Regions from separate parts of the Oryctolagus cuniculus genome. Here region 1 is linked to region 2. Evidence: chromatin contacts called from public Micro-C data. All regions are on one chromosome and are shown on one strand. Each heading gives the region's core, a stretch centred on a gene start, on an enhancer-like site or on the middle of the called end of the contact. The rest is flanking DNA. Distances are from core to core; before and after follow the strand shown. Region 1 holds the start of RPL3 (ribosomal protein L3). Region 2 holds the start of SUN2 (Sad1 and UNC84 domain containing 2).

Region 1 (4,305 bases), core at 554-3,053, 270 kb after region 2:
AGCTCTGGGGCCGCGTGGCGCCCCCTGCCGGCCGCGGGCTCACCTGCGTGTGCGCCAGCACGCGGATGACCTGGCAGTACTTCTTCATGCTGCTGAAGTCCTTGTCCAGCTGCCGCTTGCCCGCGTCGTCCTGCCACTTCTTGCAGTACTTGGTGAAGGCCTTCTTCTTCGACTTGTGCCTTCAGGGGCAGAGCGGGGGGGGGGGGGGTCCGCGCCAGGCCTTCATCACCCGCCGTGGGGGCGGGAGGCCCACGGTGCCTGTGGCGGGCGGCTCATTGCCGGCTTTGCAGCGGCAAGCGGAGCCTGGATGGAGCTCATCGGACAGAGCCGAGCGGAGCTGAGCGGAGGCCACAAGGTTAATGCTGCACGTGCGCACGGCCCTCCCCGGTTGTGGGGGAGGCCCCGGGCGCCCTCCCCGGGGGCAGGGGCCGTGCTCAGGGAGCCCCCCACCCCTAGGAGGAGCAGACCGTGTCAGCCCCGCCCCCGCCCGAGGCTCCGGCCTGCGGCCCGGCCTCACCAGTTCTTGTAGAAGCGCCTCTTGCACTCGTCACTGATGTGCTCGGCGAACACCGTCTTGAAGGTGCGGAGGCCCCGCGGGGTCTCCACGTAGCCCACGATGCCCACGACCACCATGGGCGGGGTCTCCACGATGGTCACGGCCTCCACCACTTCCTTCTTGTTCACCTCTGAAGTTCAGAGAGCGGAGGCTGAGGCGGGCAGCCGGCTCAGGCAGGGCCCCGGTGCCGCCTGCAGCCTGCCCCCGCGGCGGGACGACACCGCCCGGAGCAGCTGGCAAGCGCTTAAGGAGACCCCACGGCTCCGCGCCCGGGGCGCGCCTCCCACCACGCGGCTTTGCAGGGAGACCCCAGGCCAGCCGCTGCCCCCACAGACCTTGCGAGCCCGCGGCCCTCTCCCGCCCCCGGCCCCGCACGCACTGGAGCCCGGCCGGTCCACCTCCCGCACGATGTGCGTCATGCCGGCCTTGTAGCCCAGGAAGGCGGTGAGGTGCACGGGCTTGCTCGGGTCGTCCTTGGGGAAGCTCTTCACCTTGCCGCGGTGCCGGCTGCTGCGCTTCCGGGGCAGGAAGCCCAGGGACCCGTGCCTGGGCGCCGAGAACTTCCTGTGCGACTGCAGACGGCACCCCGTCAGCGCCCAGCCCCGGGGAGTCGGACGCTCGTCCTCGCGCTCGGAGCCCATTGCAGCAGGCCAGCTCGGCCGCGCAGCTCCGCACGGCCCCGGGACGCCCCCACCCACTCGCGCACGTGCCGCCCGGCCCCCCCAGAGCCCCATCAGAACCTGACGATCAGCACAAGGACTCTGTCCGCCCGTCAGTGAGTTCATCACCTGCGGCTCCGGGACCTCACACCCCCGCCCGATCGGTCCTCGCCCCGACTCCCCTCCACGGCGCCGGCGCAGCGCCCCGCGCCTGCCCCCGCGGTCTCCCGGACGCGGTGCCGAGCCCCCGACAGGGCCGCCCTCACAGCGAGCGCCCGGCTCCCGGGCCTCCTCCCGCCCGGCCGCCCAGCGGCTGACCAGTCCGCCGCACGCTAAGAAATAAGCCTGACCGCCGACGCCACTGTGTCCCCCGTGTTCCCAGGGGTGGCTCCCGGTTCAGGCCAAGCGAGGATGCCGACGATGACCGGCGGATGAGGCCACGCCGGAATCGGCAACAGAGAGAAAGCACCCAAGACGCCACGTACCATCGTGCCGCCTATCCAGCCGGTAGAGGGCTGCGGCCCGGCGGAGCGCGATATATAAAGTCATTCTTGGCCCCGCCTCTTCCGGCGTACGGGCGCGCGCCCGCGGCGGACGTCGGGTCAGAGGGCGCCCTCGGGTGCCATTTCCACGCATGCTCGTTCGTTTTACTAGGGGCGGACACCCGCATCAGGGACGCTATGGCAAGTGATTGGGCTCAAACTTAGTTGAGACGCCACACGGACGCGGATTCAGGGCTTGGAGCGAATCTACGGTGTTCGACAGAAGTCAAACTTAATGATGACGAAAAATGGCGGCGCCGCTGCGTTCCTGGGGCGCGGACGAACGTCTGGAGCAGCGGTGCGCCGCAGCCCGCCCAGGGCAGCCCATTTCCGGCGGCGCGCTGGGTCGGCAGGCGCAGTGAGCTGGGCAGAGGTCTGCGTCGGAGGGACTGGCCCGAGCTTGCGCCTTGCCTGTAGCCCGCTTCCTTTCGGCGCTCGCCCCGTGGCGGCCCCCGCTTCGTGCCGAGGGCCTCGGCGGCGAGCCTGCGTCCAGCCCTGGGCTCCTGGGAGCCCAGGTCGCCGGGCGGGCCCCGCGCTGCGTCCCTGCCTCCCTGGCCGGCGCCCAGGCCAGTGTCCACCGCCGTGGCCTTTGCACCTGCTGCTAACAGTCCTCACCCCATCCTGGCGGGCCTGCACCCCAGATGCGTTTCAAAATCCGCCTTCAGGGCGGCACCCTCCCCGGCCCCTTTCCATAAGGAAGGGTGCACCGTGGTCCCCCCTTCCTGGCCTGCCACGGATGCGGCTCGGGCCCCAGTGGACCTGCACCCTAAGTGCTCGTGTTCCCGTAGGCACCCTCTGACGGGGTGAGAATCCAGTAAGCGGTGACGACAGTACAGCCCTTCCAACACAAGCATGCCACGATTATGGTGACCTTCTGGAATGTTCCGTGTGTCAGCGGGAACTGAAGCACAGAGTGGAGATGTGGCCGAGGAGCACCAACTCGAAACGGCTGTACCTCCGTTCAGAGCTCGGGTCCCTCCCAAGAAAAAAAAAAATTTTAATTTCACTGTTGCAGACAACGGGGTAGACCTGCATCGTCCTCTTGTTTACAGAAAAAATAATATTAATAAGCTTCCGGCCAGGAGGGCGATCACAGGACAGCAGGGGCAGTGAGGGCGGAGCTGAAGCCCATCTGACCAGGGTGGGGTTCACACAGCTGCAGACTTGGGGTCCCATGACCCCCTCGTTGCAGACGGAGCTTGGGCCCCTGAGCCGCTCCCTCCGGAAATTCTCTCTGAGGGCCCGCTCTGCCCGGGACCCCAGTACGGAGGGGAGCGCTAAGCACAGTGTGTAGGGCACTGGGCCGTCAGCCCAGCCAGATGGAGTCACTCTAGCTTAGAACAGAGGGGCCGGGGCGCGGCACAGCGGGGTAAGCCGCTTGCCTGTGGCACCAGCATCCCATGTGGGCGCCGGTTCTCGTCCTGGCTGCTCCACTTCCGATCCAGCTCCCTGGTAATGCACCTGGGAAAGCAGTGGAGGACGGGCCACGTGCTGGGGTCCCTGCGCCCCCTGGGAGACCTGGGTGGAGTTCTGGGCTCACAGCATGGGCCTGGCCCTGTCCTGGCTGTAGCAGCCACTGAGGGAGTGAACCAGCAGATAGAAGATCTTTCTCTAACTCTGCCCTTCGAGTAGATAACATAAATTGTAAGGAAAAAGCAGTGCACATTCACGTAACTAATAGCCAAGTTTCAGTCAATCCGACAGTCAGCTGGCTCAAATAAGTCAGTTCAGCTCTGCATCTCACTTCAATTTCCTTTATTTAAAAAAAAAAAAAAGTTTATTTGAAAGGGAGAGAGCTATCTTCCATCCTGTGGTTGAGCCAGGCCAAAGCCAGGACCCCAAACCTCCATTTGGGTCTCCCACTTACGGGGCAGGAACCCAAGCACTCGAGCCATCATCTGCCCCCTGAGCTGTGCCTTAGCAGGAAGCTGGAGCAGAAGCAGAGTAGCCAGGGCTCGAACCAGGCTCTTCCACACGGGGTGCGTGCGAGCGTCCACCGGCCCACAGCACCTGCCCCCCGCTTCCACTCTCCTGCAGCGCCGGCCCCGTATGGGCACTGGTTTGAGTCCCAGCTGCTCTCTGCTATGGCTTGGGAAAGCAGTGGGAGACCTAGAGGAGGCTCCTGGCCCCAGATTGGCACAGCTCCAGCCATTGCAGCCATGTGGGAGAGAACCAGCAGGTGGAAGACCTCTCTGTGTCTGTAACTGTGTCTTTCAAATAACTGAATATAACCTTTAAAAAAATTATGTTGATGGTTAAAAAGGAAACGACCAACGCCACTGAAGATCTGAGCACGTGAGTCCCTCAGGGGAATCGCTGGTTCCCAGGCGAGCGTCCACAGCCTGCCGGGCTTCCGGTTTGCGCGTTGCTCCCCGGTCATTGCCATCGGCCTCCCTTCCCTGTCTGCCCAGGGAGGGGCTCTGGTTCCTGTCCTCGGCAAACGTGTGCCGAGCGTGCTCTGCCTGCTCCTGTACGGGGCCCTGTGAGGCGCACGGGACACACGGGACAGAGCCAGTGCAGGAAGGCGTGGTAGGGGTCATCCGGAAGC
Region 2 (3,727 bases), core at 709-3,208:
GGATGCACCGTGCTGAGCTGACACCGAAACACTGTGCTAACGCCCGCTCAGTACCAGGTTTCCCCTTCCTAGCAGGGCGGCCACCAACACTCCCATTTGCAAGGGAGGAGCCGGGGACGGTGAGGCTCCCGCCGCCCAGGCTGTCAGCGACAGAGCCGGGGCTGAGCTCGAGGCTGCGTCTTTCTCTCCTCCACGAAGTTTTCAAGTTGTTTGGGAGGTGACAGGCTGCACACAGTCATCGCATAACAAGTATCCGCTAACAAACCAGCAGCGCGGGCGGGTGCCATGGAGGTCCCTGCCCGCCCACCAATCACCACGGGGCCAAGAAATCCAGCTCCGGAACTGACCGTGTGGACAAAAGACCCAGCAAGAGCAAGATGGAGAAGTCTTCCAGCTCCAAGACTCGGCGTCTGTCACCCGCCTGTCACCGCGTGTGCAGGGAGGCCGAGCGTGGTCCCTGCTACAGCCCAAGCCGCTCGAGAGTCCTGGGACTTCAGCTGCTCCTGGCTGCTCTCTAATGACCAGTTCTCGGCCGGAGGGGGCGGGGGCGGGGCGGACCTGGAACCAGCACGCCTGGTTCGTCCAGCTGCAAGCCCATCTCCACAAGCTCGTGTCTCGGCTTGCTGCTCCTTCCCAGTGAGGGTGCCCACCTGGCACCCTGCCCTGGGTAAAAGGGCCCACTCGGTAGTAGCCAGAGCAGGAAGTTGGCCTGGCTCCCGGCTCAGTTCCATTCCTTATAAGGTAATCGCACCCCACCCCCGCCCTCCCCCACCTGAAGGCCCCTCCTCTTAACCCCTGCCCTGCTGCAGTGGACGCAGCCCTGGCCCGCGGCCTGGGGTCCCTGGTGAGGACCGGCTGCCTGCACCCTCCCCGGCTCCCAGCCTCTCAGCCTCCCTCGCACCATCCTGGGATCACAGAACAGTTCACCATTCAGCTACAGCTTCCCGGGCTTAAAAAAAAAGGGGGCCCAGCGTCCAAAACAAGAGGCGAGCCTGAGGAGCTGTAATCTGTGCACACACCCGGGTTACGAAACGCTCACACAAAGCAGGCGTCCCCACCTGGGAGCCCACCGGGCTTCCCCCATCACGGGCGATACGGAGTTTCCGCCCCATCTCGAGGCTTAGCCTAGATCCTGGGCACCGAGCTGAGGGGGCCTCGCAGGACACCTGCCGAAGGGCCCGGGCACTCCCACCCCACTCCCCCTGGGCTGAGCCCCGGGAGCTGTCACCCAGCCGCCGCCCCCGCTCCGCGCGCCGTCACACCCCGCCCTCCTCTGCTGTTTTGTTTTGTTTTGTTTCTGAACTGAACGAGACGGGCCTCCCTCGCGCTCCCGGAGTCCTGCCTGGCGGGACAGCAGCCGCCTGGCACTGCCCTGGGCCGGTTTGGGGCAGCCGGGGCTCTGCCCGGGGAAGTCCCGCCCGGAGACGCCGCCCTCCCCGCTGACCAGTGGCGCGGCGGGCCGTGGGGGCGGGGGCGGGCGGGAGATGAGTCAGGCGCCGGCCGGGGCACCGCGGGGCCCTCCGCACCCGCCCAGGGGCGTGCGCCCGGCCGGGCTGGAGCCTGGCCCAGCTTGGCCCGGCGACGGACCAGCAGGCCTGGCAGCTCGGCCCTGGCCGGAGCGGCCCTCGGCTGACCCGGGGTCAGGCCGGGCGCCGGGCCCGCGGGGGAGTGCGGAGCGGCCCTAGCACCCCCGTTACCTGGTTCGCGGCTGCTCCGTGCGGGGCCGGGGGCGTCCGAGGCCCGCGGCGCCACGGGGCGCGCCCCCTTCCCGCGTCGAGATGGCGCGGGCCGCGCTGAACGCAGGTCCGAAGCGGCGGCCGGGCCGGAGCGCGCAGGGAGCGGCAGCGCGGAACCCACAGGGGCTGGCGGGCTGGCGGGCGGACAATGCGGCCGACCGTGGCCCGCGCTGCGCGAGTGGGGCCGGGCTGTGCGCGCGTGGCCCAGTGTGTATGTGTGCTGCTGTCAGTCAGCGCTGACAGGCTTCAGCCCATTGGCCAGGCCCCGCCAGCCGTCGCCGCCCTCCGATGCCGCCCATTGGCCGGTTTGAACACAAAGGCTCCGACTCGCCCCGCCCTCCCCATGGGCCCCGCGGCCCCGCGCGCCGGGCCGGGAGTCTGCGCGGGGGAGGCTGCGACCCCGGGCCGCCGGGGCACGCAGCTGGGGCCAGCCTGGGACGGGAGTTCTGCCGGGTCTGACTGGCTGAGCCTTGGATTCCAGGTCCGGGTCCTCGGATCACCGGAGACAGCTGGGGGTGTCCCCTCGTGGCCCTCACCCGATACGCGCGGCGCGGCCCGCGCCCCCCAGCGCCCCTCGGGCTGACTGTACCAGGCCCTGATGTCGGGGTCTTAGAAACACTGGGGGATTGCCCAGGAAGGCCCGAGAGGAAGGTGGGAGCCTGCAGACCCCCTGCCCAGTGGCCGTGACGTGCCAGGGGCTTGCGCAAGGGCCCCTTACTGCCCATTCCCACGCCCACTTCCAAGCGAGGACAAGGCTCGCGGAGGTTTAAACGGCTTACTTAAAGCCACGCGGTTAGAAAGAGGCGCAACTTAGATCAGAGGACCCCAAGACGCACGTGATGGTGTTTAGGGGATTCTGGGTTTGGTGAGGCTGGGGGGGGGGGGCGGGGCGTTCCCCAGATTCAGTGGAAGGCAGGCAGGGCTGGCTGTGTGTTCTCCTGCCTGACCCAGACTTGGAGCGGGTGACAGAGGGGACACCTGGCTCCGGGGCTCCTTGGCTTGGCTCCCACCTGCCGCCTCTGTGGCCAGGTCCCTCCCGCGAAGCTCTTCCGGGGAAAGTTGAAACAGGGTTGCTTCACTTCTCACAGAGAGGAAACTGTAGAAATGACAAAATCGCGGGGCAGGCACAGGCAGGCGCTGAGGGCGGGGTGGCTGCCTCTGGGCCTCCCTCGCCCCATTCCCAAGCGGGTGTGGGTGTTGCCCACCGTCACAGCATCGTGGAGACAGGTGGCTGGCTGGCGCTGCTCCTGGTCCTGGACTGCGAGCCCCCTGCGGCCTGGGGCGCCCCTGTCCCTGAAGAGAGGGTGCAGACCAGGTGCAGGGGCCACAGCCAGCGAGGCCAGGGGCCCTCTTGTCCTCTGAGCCCCTGGTGCTCCCCGGTCCTGGCCCAGCCACTTCCTGTGGAGTCTGCGTTGCGGAGCCTGCTCCTCTCCTCCTGGAGGGACAGGATGCGAGGCCCCTGTGCGCTGGGCGGCGGGAGGCGGTGGGTGGGATAATGCTCTCCGCAGAGATTAGGTGCTAATCCCTGGGATCCGGGAACGTGACCCAGCAGATGTGATTAAATTAGGGGTCTTGACTTGAGGAGATTATCCTGGATTATCAGGGTGGGCTCTCCATGGAACCGCAAGTGTCCTTTCAAGAGGGAGGCAGCGGAGAGGGGAGTGTGGCCGCGGAGGCCAGGCTGGGGTGAGGCAGCCCCAAGCCCTGGGCTGTGGACAGCCACAGGCAGCTGGACAAGGCAAGGACAGGGCCCTCCCCGGAAGTGCCCGGAGGGTGCTACGGTCCTGCCAACGATTTGGGCCCGGCAGTGTCGATTTCAGAGATCCGGTCCCCAGAACTGAGAGAGAATAAATCTCTGTGGCCCTCAGTCGCCAGACTTGTGGCGATTCGTGACAGCAGCCACAGGGGACTTATGAAGAGCTTCTGGAAAATTCTGGGCCTTGGCACTCAAGGCTCTTGTGGGCGTACCTGGGCCTCCCTCTCTGATGACC

What was found. Hi-C and Micro-C count contacts between places; a contact is called where the count stands out from the background.
Region 1: a Micro-C map of ear pinna shows a contact between it and region 2, with 4 times the contacts expected there. The contact joins the promoter of RPL3 here to the promoter of SUN2 in region 2. A contact is called at or near these places in 2 of 6 Hi-C or Micro-C datasets (ear pinna and an unstated tissue).

Annotation. Positions count from the first base shown.
Region 1 is chr11:115,614,310-115,618,614 of mOryCun1.1, forward strand. It overlaps RPL3 (ribosomal protein L3), which reads right to left and starts at 1,804. Exons shown (of 10, transcript XM_002711388.5): 1 at 1,701-1,804; 2 at 936-1,128; 3 at 518-686; 4 at 44-179. The coding sequence starts at 1,703. LOC127491215 (small nucleolar RNA SNORD43) reads right to left here and starts at 1,349; the gene lies at 1,286-1,349. It overlaps LOC127491250 (small nucleolar RNA U82P), which reads right to left and starts at 232; the gene lies at 180-232.
Region 2 is chr11:115,346,734-115,350,460 of mOryCun1.1, forward strand. It overlaps SUN2 (Sad1 and UNC84 domain containing 2), which reads right to left and starts at 1,959. Exons shown (of 18, transcript XM_070052930.1): 1 at 1,698-1,959.